Linked DNA regions of Mus musculus: region 2 is linked to region 1. The links are chromatin contacts, called in public HiChIP or PLAC-seq maps. All regions are on one chromosome and are shown on one strand. The core of a region is the stretch at or near the end of the contact, and the rest is flanking DNA. Distances in the headings are between cores, read along the strand shown.

Region 1 (7,577 bases), core at 1,541-4,040:
CGACCTGTGTTCCAATCAGCTTGCCTTCATATCTACAGGATAGATGGGTCATCCTATACGGTCTAAGAAAGTTCGTGCCTGCTTGGCTAGCAAATAGCTGACCGGCCTCTGTGTTCTGGACTATAAAAGGGAGCAGGCCAGCAGGAGTCCAAGCCAGTGAGAACCCCCTCCTTTGATGAGTGTCCAAGACTGGGGCCGGTCATCCTGGGAGGAACAGCTTACCCAGCCTAGCATGTTTCTCCACAGTGGAGAAGATGACAACTGCCCTTGTTTCTCAAAGCTCCCCCGGAACAAGAGACCTTTTTCTTTCATCCTTCCCTTTTCAGAAGCACTCTGCTAGAAGCCAGAAAGGTGGACTCAGCTTCCATGGAATCTTCCTAGCTAAGTACTGACCCCCACCAGAGCCCCTTCCCTAGCCTATGCCTGGCCTGCAGAGTTTGCATCTCCCTCCCTCACAAGGCAAGGGCCCTCGAGCTTTGCTCTGGCGATCTCCCAGCAGAGTCAGGCTGGCTTTGCCTCTGTCCACGGTTCTTAATCCACCAGGGAACGAAAATGACTCATTAACATCTCCCCGGCACTTGCAGGGCACCTTGGCGTCTGATCTCTATTCTTTCCCCCTTGGGGTGGCCTGTCCGGAACGATCTCCTGTCTAAGTCAGAGGTGAAGTAACTTGCCCAAGGTCACACACAGTGGGAACGTGGCAAAAAGACTTATCTTCTGCCTGGCAGTTTGGCAGGTGCTCAAATCTTTGTGTAAAGGGCGAGGTATGGTGTTTCTTCATCTTTCTGGCCTCTGGGAGTGTCTTTAAAGGGCTTGGAAGGGATGTCCGTCTTCCCAAATGAACATTTTATCTCCTTAGTTCACGCTCACTTTCAAAGTTAGATTTAACTCTAATGTCTCTGTGTTCAAATAGATAGATTACTTCGATGCCCCTTCCTACGAGAGCAAAGAGTACATAGTCTAGTGATGTTTCTTCTCCGAAGACCAATAAAAAAATAAAAATATTTCCCCCAAATAAACAGCTCCACTTCTTTCCAAAATGTGCAACCCCAAGTCCTGCCCCGAGGCGCCCCAGCACACGGTCCGCAGACACTGCGCCGGTCGGCGGGGAGGGGAGGCCGCACGGCGGGGAGCTGGTGGGCGCCCGGCGCGCTGCCAGCCTCAGCCGGACCGCACCGCGGGGGCCGCCGCCCCTCGCCACGTGGTGGTGGCAACCGCGGGGTCCCGGGCGCCGGTCCAGCTGGAGAGACCCGGAGCAGCCGGGGAGGAGGAGGCGGAGGAGACGGCGGCGGCGGCGGCGGAGGAGGAGCGGGGCGGGCGAGCGGGAGGGAGGGGGCCGGGAGGGGAGGGGAGGGGGTGGGGAGAGACCCGGCGGCGGCGGCAGGGCGCGGAGCGGCGCGCGGTGCCAGGGGGTGGGGGCGCTGGGGCCCGTCAGGGGAGGGAGCCGGCGGAGGGGTGCGCTGCGACTGCGAGCAGGAGCCCGCGGCAGCCGTGAGTGCGGGCCGGGGCCCGGGCTGGGGGAGGGGGAGGGGCGCGGCGGGCCGGGGCGGCTTGGGGCGCGGGAGGCCGGGGCCCGGGCGCGGGTGGGCGGGCGCTGCGCCCGGGAGCAGAGTGGGGAAGGGTCCTGCGCCGCTGCCCGCAGCCTCCGGCCTGCGGGGCGGCTGCCGCTCAGTAGCCCGCCCGGAGCCCGGCCGCGGTGGGGGAGGGGGCTGCGCGGTCTCGGCCCCACAGAGGGGAGGGGCGACAGTTTCTGTCCGCCGAGCCCGAGGGGGTTTAAAGAGCCGCTCTTAAAGGGGCCGCCGGAGGGGCCAGGCGGGGACGGGCGCCCCCTCCCCAGTAGCCTGCGCGGGCGCTCGGCGCGCGGCCCCAGGATGCGGAGGAAGGCAGCTCGGGTCGCACGGCCGGGGTGTGTGGGGACACGGAGTCCTCGAGAGTGGGGGTGATGGCCGGAGATCGTGGGCAGGGATGGGGGTGGGGTGTGTAGTGAGCTCTGGTCGGCAGAGTAGGGGGAGGGGTGGCGTGGGCAAGAGAGGGTTAAAGGTGGGGCCAGCCCTTCAAACACGCGCACACGCTCCTTACTCAGACCTGTCACACGCGTCTGTCGCTCCGGCACTTAGCCGAGGCTGGGGGATGGGGGACCCGAGGCCTGCACTGTCGGAACTCGCGCCTTCGGACCGAGCCCCCTCGCCGGAGCGCACACACGCTCCAGCGCGCGCACACACCTCGGACATTCCCATAGTGCCTCACGTGACACTCGGCCCGAACGTGCCCACCCTACCCACACGCTCACGCACGCGTGCTCACACGCGCGCGCGCGCACACACACGTACACACACACACATACACAACCTCTGGTCACTCCCGAACTCCGCGCTGACCCCGGTCCTCCGCCCCGCAAAAGCACTCATTGACGGCGGCACACCTACACTCATTCACAGACACACACTCCCCCCCACATGGCAGCCACAGCCACACATTCATAAACAAGGGCCCGGAGATGTACACACGCACCCCCTCGCTGCCTACTCGTTTTGGGAGCCCTGAGTCATTCCTGCCCCCCTCCCAGGGCTCCCCATTTCCCTGAGTGCAGGCACAATAGGACAAGCTGGAGTCTCCCTTAATGGTCTCGGTTCTCCTAGGCCCCCTTGCCCAGTTTGCTGCCTCTGACACTCAGCCAAGGACTTCCTGTAGGTCTGCGCCTGGACGGTTGCCACAGCCCCGGCGCACTTGGGGAGGCACTTCCTTTTCCTGAACTCTGGGATCCTGCGGGAGGAAGTTGGGCGGGGGCCACAGAGGCCAGGCTGCCTAGCGGGACTAGCCTTCCTTAGGAGCAGGCGACAGAGGCCTGGGATGGGAATCTTGGCGGCTGTCGAGGTACTTGGGGAAAAGGGAGGTCTGGGGAGGAGACCAAGCCGAGTAGTCTAGGCAGGTTCTGGGCTGTGCCAATGCTGGGACAGCAGCCCTCCCTCCCATCTGTCCACAGGTCTCTCCTCCCTGCCCCTGATCCTTGGTCCTGTTTATCAGTTGTCCCCCACTCCACTCATGACGTCTATCTGGTTCCATTTCCTTCTATAAGCAGTCACAGCAGGGGATAGGGCAGAAACTTGAGAGAGAAGAGAGAGAGAGAGTTAGTTGTGAGATCTGTCTCTTGGCTGAAGCTCCCCAGCTACCACAGGTTCCTCAGACCAGCATGGAAGAGTTGGGAACAAAGAGCAGGTGGTCCTCTTTACTCTGTTCCTGCACTCTCAGGAGGCCCAGGGTGGGCTGAAGCCCTTACCATGGAGTCCATGTTTGAAGATGACATCAGCATCCTGACCCAAGAGGCCTTGGGGCCCAGTGAGGTGTGGCTGGATGGTCCTGGAGACCCGTCCCTGGGAGGGGACATGTGTTCTGCCTCCCACTTTGCCCTCATCACAGCCTACGGAGACATCAAGGAAAGGCTAGGAGGCCTGGAGAGGGAGAATGCCACCCTCCGCCGTCGCCTCAAAGTCTATGAGATCAAGGTCAGAACCTAGATGTGATGGCGAGCTGAGCTTGTAGTTGCCTGCAAGGGCAGGAGGGTCCCAAGAGGTGGCCAGCACTGGAGGCTGCCTGGTCCCTGAAGAAGTGGCTGCCTTGGGGATGAGGAGCTCTGCTCCTGCAGCCAATCTCAGGGGTGGAGGAGGAGCCCAGCTTTGGAGTGGTGGGTCCCATTGGAGGGGGCGGGGAGAGGCGCCTGTGAAGCTGGCAGTGGGGTTGGGGGACAGAGCGGTCCTGGGATGGGAAGCCAGGCTTCTCAGAGGACGACCCTCCCACAGTATCCGCTGATCACTGATTTTGGAGAGGAGCATGGCTTCCCTCTGTATGAACTCAAGGATGGCTCCCTGCTGGAGGTGGAGAAGGTCAGTCTGCAGCAACGACTCAACCAATTCCAACACGAGGTAAGCCCTTGCTTCGCTTCCCAGCCAACCCCACTCCCTTAGCCTCCTGCTTCCCTCACTTTGCCCTCAACCCCGCCCTGCCCCCGCCTTCCCTAAATCAGCTTCAGCGCTTCCTGTTTCTATTGGGAATAGGGTTGGGGAGGTTGGGAGCCCCCTCTGCTCCCTGTCAAGGCTGGTCCTGACCCTGGCACACCTCTCCGGGCCTACCCAGTTGCAGAAGAGTAAGGAGCAGGAGGAGCAGCTCGGGGAGATGATCCAGGCTTACGAGAAACTGTGCGTGGAGAAAAGCGACTTGGAGACAGAGCTGGGGGAGATGGTGAGGCCCAGAGAGCGGGTGTGTGTGTGTGTGTGTGTGTGTGAGGTATCTGACGTGATGTGATTCTCTACGTGCATTCCAACCCGATGAGTGTGTGCTGCCTGTGTGTCACACACACTCTGCTGCGTGCACACTCCCTGTATCCACTCGTCCCTGTCTGTGAATGCCTGCTTTGCCGTGTGAATGAGACAGTATCATCCGGGTCATGGGTGACTCTGTACCTTGGGCTAGGATGCTGTGTGTGTGTGTGTGTGTGTGTGTGTGTGTGTGTATTTGGCTCTCACACTGCATCAACCCTGTACCTATAGTATAGTATAGTGTCTGGGAGAGGGTATAAGTGACAAGAGAGGTGCCAGAGCTCTCCATAGTCCCAGCACAAGCGTGATGAGAGTTGCCATGTGGCCGTTTGTGTGTGGGCAGGTGGCAGTATCAGGAGATAAGGTCTCTGCCAACTCCTGTGCTGTGACCTTGATCAAGTTATTTAGCTCTCACCCCTCATCTGAAAAGCAGAGAAAAACGGTAAGCCATCTCACTAAGCTGCTGTGACGGCAACGGGACATTTGTGTAAAACGGTTTTCCTTTTATAGTCAGGAACGTTTGCTTGGTAGTCGCAGCGTGCCAGGCACTGTTCATATCCCTCTACACACATTTACTCATTTTAGCTCTCACAACAATCAAAGAGGTAGGCGTGGTACTGCTATCCCCATTTTATACAGGAGGTAGACAAAGCTTAGAAGTGCTTAAGTCCTGTATGCAAATGCAAGTCACATCCCTGAGGGTTTGGGGTGACTGGACCTGGAGCCCAGTGTTGGCATAAATGTCTCTGTGTGATAAGACCCAGAGGAGGTTTGGCTCTGACCTTGCCGGCACCAGTAGCCAGAAACATCTGCATTGCAGGAGCTGTGAGAGGAGCCTTCATACCTGTGACCACTTGTCGTGTGAGTGTAGGACACTCCAGCTGTCTGTGCTCCAGTCTGGAGAGTGATGACTGCCCAGCCTGGGGGACTCTTGGGTTTGGGAGACCACAGGGCTCCCTGGCGCTCTGTAGACCCTTGGCCGTCTGTCTTCCCTGCAGCGGGCCCTGGTAGAGACTCATCTACGGCAGATCTGTGGTCTGGAGAAACAGCTGCAGCAACAGCAGGGCCTCCGGGACGCAGCTTTCTCCAGCCTGAGCCCCCCAGCTGTCCCCGCCTCAGCCTGTCCTGACTTGGACCTGCACTATCTGGCTCTGAGAGGGGGACCTGCCTTGGGTCATGGTGAGATCTTAGTGACTCCTACCTTCCTGCTCTCCATGTCTCTGTTTAACTCCCATTTCAGTGTGACTGGGCACCTCTGGCTTGCCGAAAACCCCATTGCAATATGCTTCTTTTTTTTCCTTTTCTTTCTGGTTTTTTCCTTTCTTTTTTTCTATTTGTTTGTTTGTTTGTTTAAAGATACATAGCCCAATTGGTCTGGTATTTACTGTGTACGCTAGGCTATCCCTGAACTTGGAGTAATACTCCTTATTCTGTCTCTCCAGTGCTGGGATTACAATCATATAATATCACACCAGGCTGGTGTCTTCAGTATCTTAAATTTATTCATAATTATTCCCTTCTCCTCTCCAACCGTTCCTCCTCCCCAGCTACTTTTCACAAGTTCTCCCACTGATATCCCTTGGCCGTTCAGATCGTGCAATTCTCGGGTGTGCCAGCAGAGGGCGTCCCCACTCAGTCCCCCTAGGCTGTCATGAGTAGAGGCCCCTGAGGATGTTCCCGACTGCTGGTTCTAATCTGAGACACCTTCCTGAGCCCATTCTTGTTTCTCCTCCGGCCTCCCTGATTGAATCTACAACAAGCCCATTCTTAGTCCCCTTGGAATAGTATCTGCTCCTTCCTTCGTTGTTTGTCTTTCTGGCTCCTCTCAGTCCCTGCCCATACCGGTTTCACTTTGTGCGGATCTGGGAGTCAGTTGGGGCAGCTAGAGCCTACCCGACATCATCTTGTCTCCTGACAGCAGGTTGGCCTGGCCCTACGAGTGTAAGTGTGAGCGAGCTGGAGAGGAGGCGCCTGGAAGAGGCCCTGGAGGCTGCGCAGGGGGAGGCTCGGGGGGCTCAGCTCCGGGAGGAGCAACTCCAGGCGGAATGCGAGAGACTTCAGGGAGAGCTGAAGCAACTGCAGGAGACCCGGGCCCAGGTAAAGGGTGCTTTGGAGCTGCACAGAGTAGCCGAGGAGGGAGGGGTCTGGGCAGAAGTGAAGCTGGCTCTGACTTCTTGCTTCTCTCCTCAGGATCTGGCCTCCAACCAGTCGGAATGTGACATGGCTTGGGTCAAGAGAGTTGGGGATGATCAGTAAGTCACATCTAGCCCTTGCCCTCTCGACCCCATATGCTAGGGGACTATCCCAGGGCTCCATCGTTTGCCCTCCGTCTGTCCACATGATTTCAGTGACCTCTCTTCCTAGCTCTTGGGGTGTGGCGCCTGGGTTGCTTACCACTCTGCCCCTGTCACAGGAAACGGGGAGGGACTCTGAAGTAGTCTGAATCTGGACCAGGCCCATCTCCTCTCACCCTGTGGGGTGGGAGATGTACTCAGTGGCACTGCGCCCCGTTCTGTGTTCTCTATACTGAGTTTGTATACTAGAAACAAAACTTCGTGGGTCAGGTTACCCACTCTGACTTGTGAGGAGGGAGGTAGTCTCCCTCATTTAGGATCTGACCTGCCTTGTCTGTTTATTTAAAGGGAGGAGTGCTTGAGATGGGTAGAGGGGAGCTAGCTGTGTCTGTGGGGCCTTGGGATGTGCTGAGCAGCACGGGAGGTGAGTGCTCACGGAGCCCGGTGACTTTCAAGGCCTGCCGCCCCACTCTGAGAAACTGCTTAAACTTCCTTGTGCTTAGTTCCTCTCTGGGAGATGAGGCAGGTGATACAGGTTCCACACATTCCTTACCAGAGAACACTGAGGCTCAGAGAGGGAGGAGCTAGCCTTCCCTCACACAGCATAACCAGTTCCCAGGATCCCAAGGGCCCTCCCTCCCTTCCAACAGGTTTCCTCAGTATCCTCTCTGCTCCTGGCCAGCCAGGGGTACCCCTTGCTTCCTCCCCCTTGCAGGGTGAGGGCCTGGGTGGAGCTGTGACAACCAGAGAGGGTGAGAACCCAGTGTGTGGGACTGATGAGGGAGACCCCTCCCTCAGCTAGGCTTCTGTGGGGGTTGGGAGGGAGCTTGGTGGAAAGGGTCCACCCTAGCTTGTGACTGGGGCTCGGGGACCACTGAGGCCCCTATGTTCAAACCTGGAACACACACATACCGACATAGTGTAAATACTTGCTCATCCCAGAAGTTATGCCAAAGGCACTACTAGGAGT
Region 2 (7,577 bases), core at 2,907-5,406, 1.1 Mb before region 1:
TGACATCACTGACCAGCTTACCCACTACTTACTCAAAAAAAGATGGCATATTCCCACACAATAGAATGTAGCCATAGTCATAATGCTTGAGTAATTTTGTTTTATAAATGTTTGATAACATGAAAATATCAGGAATGCTTCAGTAACATCTTAACTTTTTAGTCTTCTAAGATTTATTATTTTATGTGCAAGAGTGCTCTGTATTCATCTGTTTATGAAGTACATCATGCTTATGCCCAGTATCCAAAGGTCAGAAAATGGCACTGGAATCCCTGGGACAGGATTTAGAAGTGTTTATGAGCCACTGTATGGGTGCTGGGAAATCTCTACAAGAACCACCAATGCTCCTAACCATTGAGTCAACCCTTCAGCCCAACTTCTACCTTTTTAATTAGAGGCCACCTTACAGCCTCAGATTATAATAAAATTGTATCTATAGTAAATGAATGTCCAAAATACAGAATTTAGAATTTATAAGCACACAGAGAAAATATTTTAAATTAAAATAAAAATTTTAAAACCCTTAAGAGTTTTTTATATCTTTTGTATATTTGGGTACTGAGGACTGAACCATTTGCTAAGGGAACAGACTACTACTGATCTTTATTACCAGCCCTGACACCTCATAGTTTTACTTTTTAGTGTTCTGAGACAAGAACTTATTACATAGACTAAGCTAGCTTAATAGTCATGATCATCTTGTCTTAGTCTACTGATGCTGATACTAATGGTCTTACTCAGTTCCATTAATACAAAAATGATTTCCAATCAACTTTTTTTTTTTAAGATTTATTTTTATTATATGTAAGTACACTGTAGCTGTCTTCAGACACTCCAGAAGAGGGAGTCAGATCTCATTACGGATGGTTGTGAGCCACCATGTGGTTGCTGGGATTTGAACTTTGGACCTCTGGAAGAGCAGTCAGGTGCTCTTACCCACTGAGCCATCTCACCAGCCCTCCAATCAACTTTTTAGTAAGGTGAATAACTGCATGTACAAATAAACTTGTTTGTTTCGTTTTTAAATGTAGGATCTTACTGTGTAGCTATGGCCGGCCTAAAATTTGATATGCAGATGAGGTTGGCCTCAAACTATGCCTGCTTACAGTCAATGTTAACTGCTAAACCATTGTTTTCAATCCCACAAATAAAATTTTTATGAGGAATGACTGTGAAATAAAATCTGGGAATCTATAAAAACAGATTATAGATGGTGTGAGCCACCACGGCCCGAAACGTAAAATAGGAGTTTAAGTGAGACCTTTTGTTTTGAAAGGTTTTTTACCAGGCAGTGGTGGCTCATACCTTTAAATCCCAGCACTTGGGAGGCAGAGGCAGGCAGATTTCTGAGTTTGAGGCCAGCCAGGTCTACAGAGTTAATTCCAGGACAGGAGGACTACAAAGAGAAACCCTGTCTCAAAAACACCTCCCCTCCTCCCCCCCAAAAAAATCCTGTTTTAGCCTTTTATATTTCTATACTCAACAGTAAAATTTTTTTCAAGTAGCTTTAATGTTCATACTCTTAAGAAAACAAATATTCTGCTTAATATACTAGCTCATGTCTGTAATCCCAACAATTAAGAGGTTAAGGCAGGATTACTAGAAATTTCAGGTCAGTTTGAAGCCAGCACAGGCTAAATAGTAAATTTCAGGTTATCCTACATTACAGTGTGAAACCCTGTCTAAAAAGCACAAACTAAACTCTGAGAGAACTTTTTAGATTCCCTTTAAAACTATGCAACATTATAAACTGTATTTATGACTTATGCACTCCACTATGCATAAACCTTACCTCTCCAAAAACTACTTAACTCTAAGAAATGGTATACATGCTGAATGCTTACAAAGTATACTGATTGCTACAACTTTGAGATGAATCTAAACAAAAGATGGACTAATGGAATTAAAGAAAATGTCACAAATTACAGAATTTAGGTGTTAGATACATGTTTATAAACTTCAACCTATTAAATTTTTTAATACTAGAATGAGAAAACACTAAGAAAACTTAAGCACTGTAGTTAGGCAAATCCACTTTAGTTGTAAGTTCAAGCCAGTGATATATATACTGATTTATAAAACATATGCATGAGTTATTTTCTCTGTCAGTGGCATTCACTTATAAAATGTACTGAGTCATACTATGTATATGGCACATTATTTATCATGCTTCATTATTTACTAATCTTCACAAGAGCCTTGAAGTAGGTAGTTTTTATTCCTATCTTCCAAATGAAGAAACTCTGGTATGGAAAAATTAAATAATTTGCCGTAGTTCACAAAAAAAAGTATTAAGATTCTACTCAGATAATATACAGCTCCTGTTCTGTTGTTGTGGACAGAGATGGGTCTATACATGAGACAGGATAGATAATTTCATAGATAATTTCAAATTAACAATCTTTCTTACAAAAATAGCAAGCCGAAGGCATTATTAGCACATATTTCAAAGAAAATTTTGAAAACTACCAGTGTTTCAACACTAAGTAAGTGGTCAACATTGGTACTGTAAACAAATCTCAATCACTTTTTGCTAAACTCTATCAAAAAGTACTCTCGTTATCTTAATTTTCACTTAACAGTTAAAAGACAGGACTTTTCAGAAGTAAAACAGTGATAACTATAGACTTGGGAACATGGTAGACAAAATTGATTACGATAACTTATGCAAACAGTAGAAACGAAAATTTGTAACTTCTTAAAATTCTCTTGTGAGTTCCAATAAAGTTTAAGCACTGGTATCAACACGACTTACAAAATTTTAAGACAAAGCAACAAACAGCTAAACGAGTTCTGAAGACTATGCACCCGCTAGGTAGAAGCAAGTTCTCACAGCTGAAAGTTCTCCATTACTGCAAAGTACCTTACCTACCTTGCTTGAATAGTTGGAGGCACTTGGAATGTTTACTTCTCAATTGGGCGAGGGGAAAGCCAAACTTACCTAAATGACTTGTCAAAGAAGAACACTGAAAGCTTTAACAAAATGTTAAAGACTCATTTTCAATTCCTCCCAACCGACCCTACCTTAGGAAGGACAGACAACAGCTCACCTGGGGAGTGGACTCCGACTCAGAGACCTCTTGCTCAGGAAAGGGCTGCTTGATCGCCTTCGGCCATAGGGGCTGGGTGATCTCCCGCTGTAAGAGCCGCTCCTTTCATAGCTGGAGGACCGTCTCCGGCTATAGGGACTCACAGACCTCTGTCGTCGGCTGTAAGGACTGGGTGACCGAGTGCTGGACTGGTAAGCAGAAGGCTCTTTGTAAGGTGGGCTGATTGACTGCCTTCTTGAGGTACTTCCAGGACTCTTCTTGTAGGAGTCATAGTTGCTAGAAGTGTGAGACCTTGGGGGGCTAAGATCGTAGTCTTGGCCATAAGAAGCTCCGGAAGGGCTGTCATCTTGCTTGGAACTGTCAGACCATTTCCTATGGGGACTCCTGGATCTCCGTTTAGGGCTAGCCACGGTTTTGTAACTTTTGGGTGTTTCCCTTTTCCGATGACTTTTACTCCGGTCCTTGTATCCAGACTTTAACTCTCGCTCTTTGCGGGTCTTCTCCTTGTGCATTTTGGACGACCTGGATTCCTTGCTGCCGCTTTTGGATAGCTGGGCCTTCCCATAATCATCACTCCCCTCCACGGACCGTTTGGAACTGCCCGATACCCGGTCCTTCATAGATCCAGATTTGGAGACTTCCTGATTTTTTTCCTTTTCCGTCTGTTTAGTTTTTAGCAAGTCTCGGGACCGCCGGTGCTGGTGGTGACGATGTCGGTGCAGGCGATCGCTCCGATCCGTTCCCCGACGTTCCTCGTTCTCCCTCCGGTCTGATTTGAAGGCCGTGTCATCGGAGAAGGTGTCTGAATCAGAGCTGATGTCATCGTACTCCACCAGTGGTTTGATTATGGTACCCAAAGATGCCGCTTCGGGGGTCACCAGCCCCACGTCTTTGGAGTGCTTGGACTTATGCCGCTTGTGCTTCGACACCAAGCGGTGACGCTCCCTGCTGTTGGAGCTGCCACCTCCCGATGACGGCTGCGAAGTTCCAGAAGCTCCTCCGCTCCCGTCCTTCTTGCCCCCATGTCTCTCGGAATTGGGCATTCCCTTTCCCCGGGCCTGAAGCAGGGGAAAAAGTTCCCCGGCGCTCCAAAAAGCCCCACCCTCCCCCCCAGCCCCGACTCCACGCCCCCCGAAGAGCCCCTAGACGGGGGTGGGGAGGGCAGGGACCGCAGGCGAGGCTCCTCCTCCCTCTCGCCGCCTCAGCGCCCTCCTACATGAGGTGGGGGGTGAAGGAGAGAGGGAAGAAACCAAGAGTTCCTCGGCACGGGAGGAGCGCGACGCCGGGAGCTGCTCGAGTCCGCCCCTCACGGCCGCCCACCCCCGCCGAGCCGATATTCGGGCCCGCGAGCCCTGGCGCTCAAGGAAGTAGGAAGGCGTCCGCCGGAGCCTGTGGGGCCGACGGCGGCTCTGGAGCCCCGGGAGGACTACGCAGGCCCTTCCCCTACCCGGTCGCCCGGCTCGGGGCGGCTGGCTTCCTGTCGCCAGGCCTCCGCGGCCTAGGTTGCCTCAGCTCCCCCCCTTTGTCCCTCGTGCCTGAGGGAGCCCCCTTCGCTAGCCTCCGCCTCACACCGACACCTCACAGCCACATCTCACTCCCTCGCCCAGACTCACTCACACACTAGATTAAACCGAAACGGCACTAGAGGGGGAGGGGGAGGGGCGAATGCCGCAAGTATCGCGAGACTCCGCTGGACTCCCGCGATACTTGGCGCTTCCCTTTTCACCTCGACACATTCCTTCACCAGAAAACGCGAGAACGGGACCCAAGCCGCAAACGCAGCCCGTTAGATTCTCGCGATACTTTTCCAACTCCCCCTTTTGGGGGGCTTTATAGGAGCGGAAGTTGCGGAGATTACCTTTAAAATTTAAACCTAAATGGTAATTCTTTGATTAAATATCCCCAGGTTCCGGTGGGGATGGGTCTTAGCACAGCTTGTAAGAAGTCTTTTGATTTAATAGGGTTTAAAAAAAAAAAAAAAAACAAGGGACAAGTGAACATTGGGGACATTACAGCGCAAGTTTGAATATTGGGGATTCTGGTAGGGCTTGGGTTTCTGAGACAGGGTTTCTCTGAGTAGCCTTGGCTGTCCTGGAACTCACTCTGTAGACCAGGCTGGCCTCGAACTCAGAAATCCGCCTGCCTCTGCCTCCGGAGTGCTGCGATTAAGGGCATGGAGCACGCACCACCACCGCCCTGCTTTAAGTCTGAATGTGCAAACAACGCTTGGTACTGCGGAATTTGCTGAGTTTAGGCGTTTTGCATTCATTTTCTCTGCCCTCACACCCATGGGACACTGTCCTCATTGCGAATTTACAGGCAAGGACTCCCGGATTCAGGGGGGCTAGTCAGTAGAAAGGTTAGAGTGCCAAAGTTGGGGGAAATGTCAGGATGTCTTACAGCACGTTCTTAGTAACCCAGGCTGGACTCCCAGTTGTGGCTATTCAGCCTCAGCCGTTTCTCGACTGCTGGGATGTTTTACCATAACAAACGTCCAGTTTCTACAAACAGAGAAGACAATGAGACTCGGGGAAAAAAACGTGTCTAAGCCTATGTGCACTACCTTCAGGAAGTGCCAGTTGTAACGTCTCCTGGAAGTATTTTTCTTTTTATTTCTTTTTTTTTTTTTTGGCTTTTCGAGACGGTTTCTGTGTACCACTACCGCCAGGCTCTGGAAGTATTTCTTTTATACTACATTTTAGGGTGGATAAGATTCTAAGCTGGTCGTTGCCACACGCCTTTAATCCCAGCACTTGAGAGGCAAGGTAGGCAGAGGTAGGCGGATTTCTGAGTTCAAGGCCAGCCTGGTCTACAAAGTGAGTTCCAGGATAGCCAAGGCTATACAGAGAAACCCTGACTCGAAAAACAAAACAAAAATTCTACCCTAGGACATCTTATGTCCAAATTTTCATTTTTCCTTCCTTTTCCTTTTTCCTTTTCTTCCCTCATCTTGCCTACTCTCTCAGAGAAGTTCTCCAGTTAGCCTGGAGCTCACATTTGATGCCTAAGCATCAAAACACCACACAGGAGTTTAATAGGCGAGTGATGGCATGTGGGACTGTCAAAAATTTGAAGACAAAATTTGTAAACTCTGTGAATTTTCACAACCAGTGAGAAGAGTGTCTGTGAGAATAAAAAATGCTCTTGAGCGGGGCAGTGGTGGCACACCTTTAATCTTAGCACTTGGGAGGCAGACAGATTAATGAGTTCAGGGCCAGCCTGGCTTACAGAGTGAGTTCCAGGACAACCAGGGCTACACAAACTCTCGATAATAAAATGGGGAAAAAAATGAATTGCTTTATGTTGCAAAAAAATTGTGAACTCAATGATTCCAGGCATGCTTCAATTGCTTGGTCTGCAGGGCCTCCAGGGTAGGCGTCAGAGCTCTGGGTCGACAGTCCCTTGCCTACAAATTCCACTACAAAGCAGGTCAGAAAGTTGCTGTTCAGATTATACAGCTAGGAACTTAACAGGCCTGGGGAGACAGTTCTTGTAGAGCCATGGAGCTGGCTGGGCGGTTAAGAGGACTGGTTGGGTGCTCTCGAGAGGACCCAGGTTCAATTCCCAGCATGCAGGTTGCAGCTTACAACTCCAGTTCTGAGGATCCAACACCCCTCCACAGATGATGCCTCTAGGCAAAACATCAGTGCAATTACAACAAAAATAAGCCTTAAGAAAGTTAAAGGACAGATTATACAGGAAGTTTAACTAATGTTACAATAACTACCTCGACACACAAATGAAGTTAACAATTTAGGTTTTTGATGGTAGGGTACCAATTTTGAGTCAGTCTCTCTCTCACTCTCTCTCTCTCTCTCTCTCTCTCTCTCTCTCTCTCTCTGTGTAACTCAGACTGACCTGAAAACTCAGACTGACCTGAAGCTCTCGTCAAAGTTAAAGCTGACCATTGTGCCACCCACCGGCTTGCCTCTGTCCCCCACCCCTGTGCTGATGTTAAAGACCTCTCTGGGCCTTCTTTTGTTTTTATTTTGAGACAGTATCTCAATGACTCTAAGGAGGCCTGGAGCCCAGGAGATAGATAGAGTCTGTGGTCTTGAGGCTCCCGATTCTTGCTTCCATCTCCCTTATGCTAAAATAACAGGTGTGTACCACTAAGTCAGGCTACAGACTCTTTGTGTGTGTGTATACCTTGAATAGTGTTCTATTCCAGTGATGTTAAACATGTATCTTTCTTCCTAGTGTGCCTTTTAATTGTTTTTGAGAACAGGTCTTACTTTGTGACCTTGGCTAACCTGGAATTCAATATATAAAGTTGGCCCAGAATTTACAGAGATTTGCCTGCCTCTGCCTCCCAAGTGCTGGTATTAGTTTGTGCCACCATAACCAGCTAATTTTTTTAGTTTTAGACTAAGTCCCATATTACTCAAGCTGGCCTCAAACTTGTAGACTTATAAGCTTTGTAACTTGTATGTTTTCCTATAACTAAGGTTAGTATACATGTTTCTGTTCATTTGTGCAGAAAGTTTCCATGAGAAAGTGTTAGGTCTCAAACCCCAGGACAAATGA

Evidence for each region. HiChIP or PLAC-seq counts read pairs in DNA pulled down with a chosen protein or histone mark.
Region 2: an HNF4G HiChIP or PLAC-seq map of pancreatic cancer cells shows a contact between it and region 1. The contact joins the promoter of Cdk12 here to the promoter of Tbkbp1 in region 1. A contact is called at or near these places in 1 of 484 Hi-C or Micro-C datasets (B cells) and 1 of 115 datasets of contacts at active chromatin or transcription factors (pancreatic cancer cells).

Annotation. Positions count from the first base shown.
Region 1 is chr11:97,145,288-97,152,864 of GRCm38.p6, reverse strand. It overlaps Tbkbp1 (TBK1 binding protein 1), which reads left to right and starts at 2,790. Exons shown (of 10, transcript NM_001372531.1): 1 at 2,790-2,874; 2 at 3,250-3,503; 3 at 3,798-3,920; 4 at 4,132-4,236; 5 at 5,312-5,492; 6 at 6,232-6,410; 7 at 6,504-6,565. The coding sequence starts at 3,279. It overlaps Mir7235 (microRNA 7235), which reads left to right and starts at 6,446; the gene lies at 6,446-6,501.
Region 2 is chr11:98,199,884-98,207,460 of GRCm38.p6, reverse strand. It overlaps Cdk12 (cyclin-dependent kinase 12), which reads right to left and starts at 4,156. Exons shown (of 14, transcript NM_001109626.1): 1 at 3,051-4,156. The coding sequence starts at 4,093. Gm38963 (a long non-coding RNA gene) reads left to right here and starts at 4,831. Exons shown (of 4, transcript XR_880193.2): 1 at 4,831-4,930.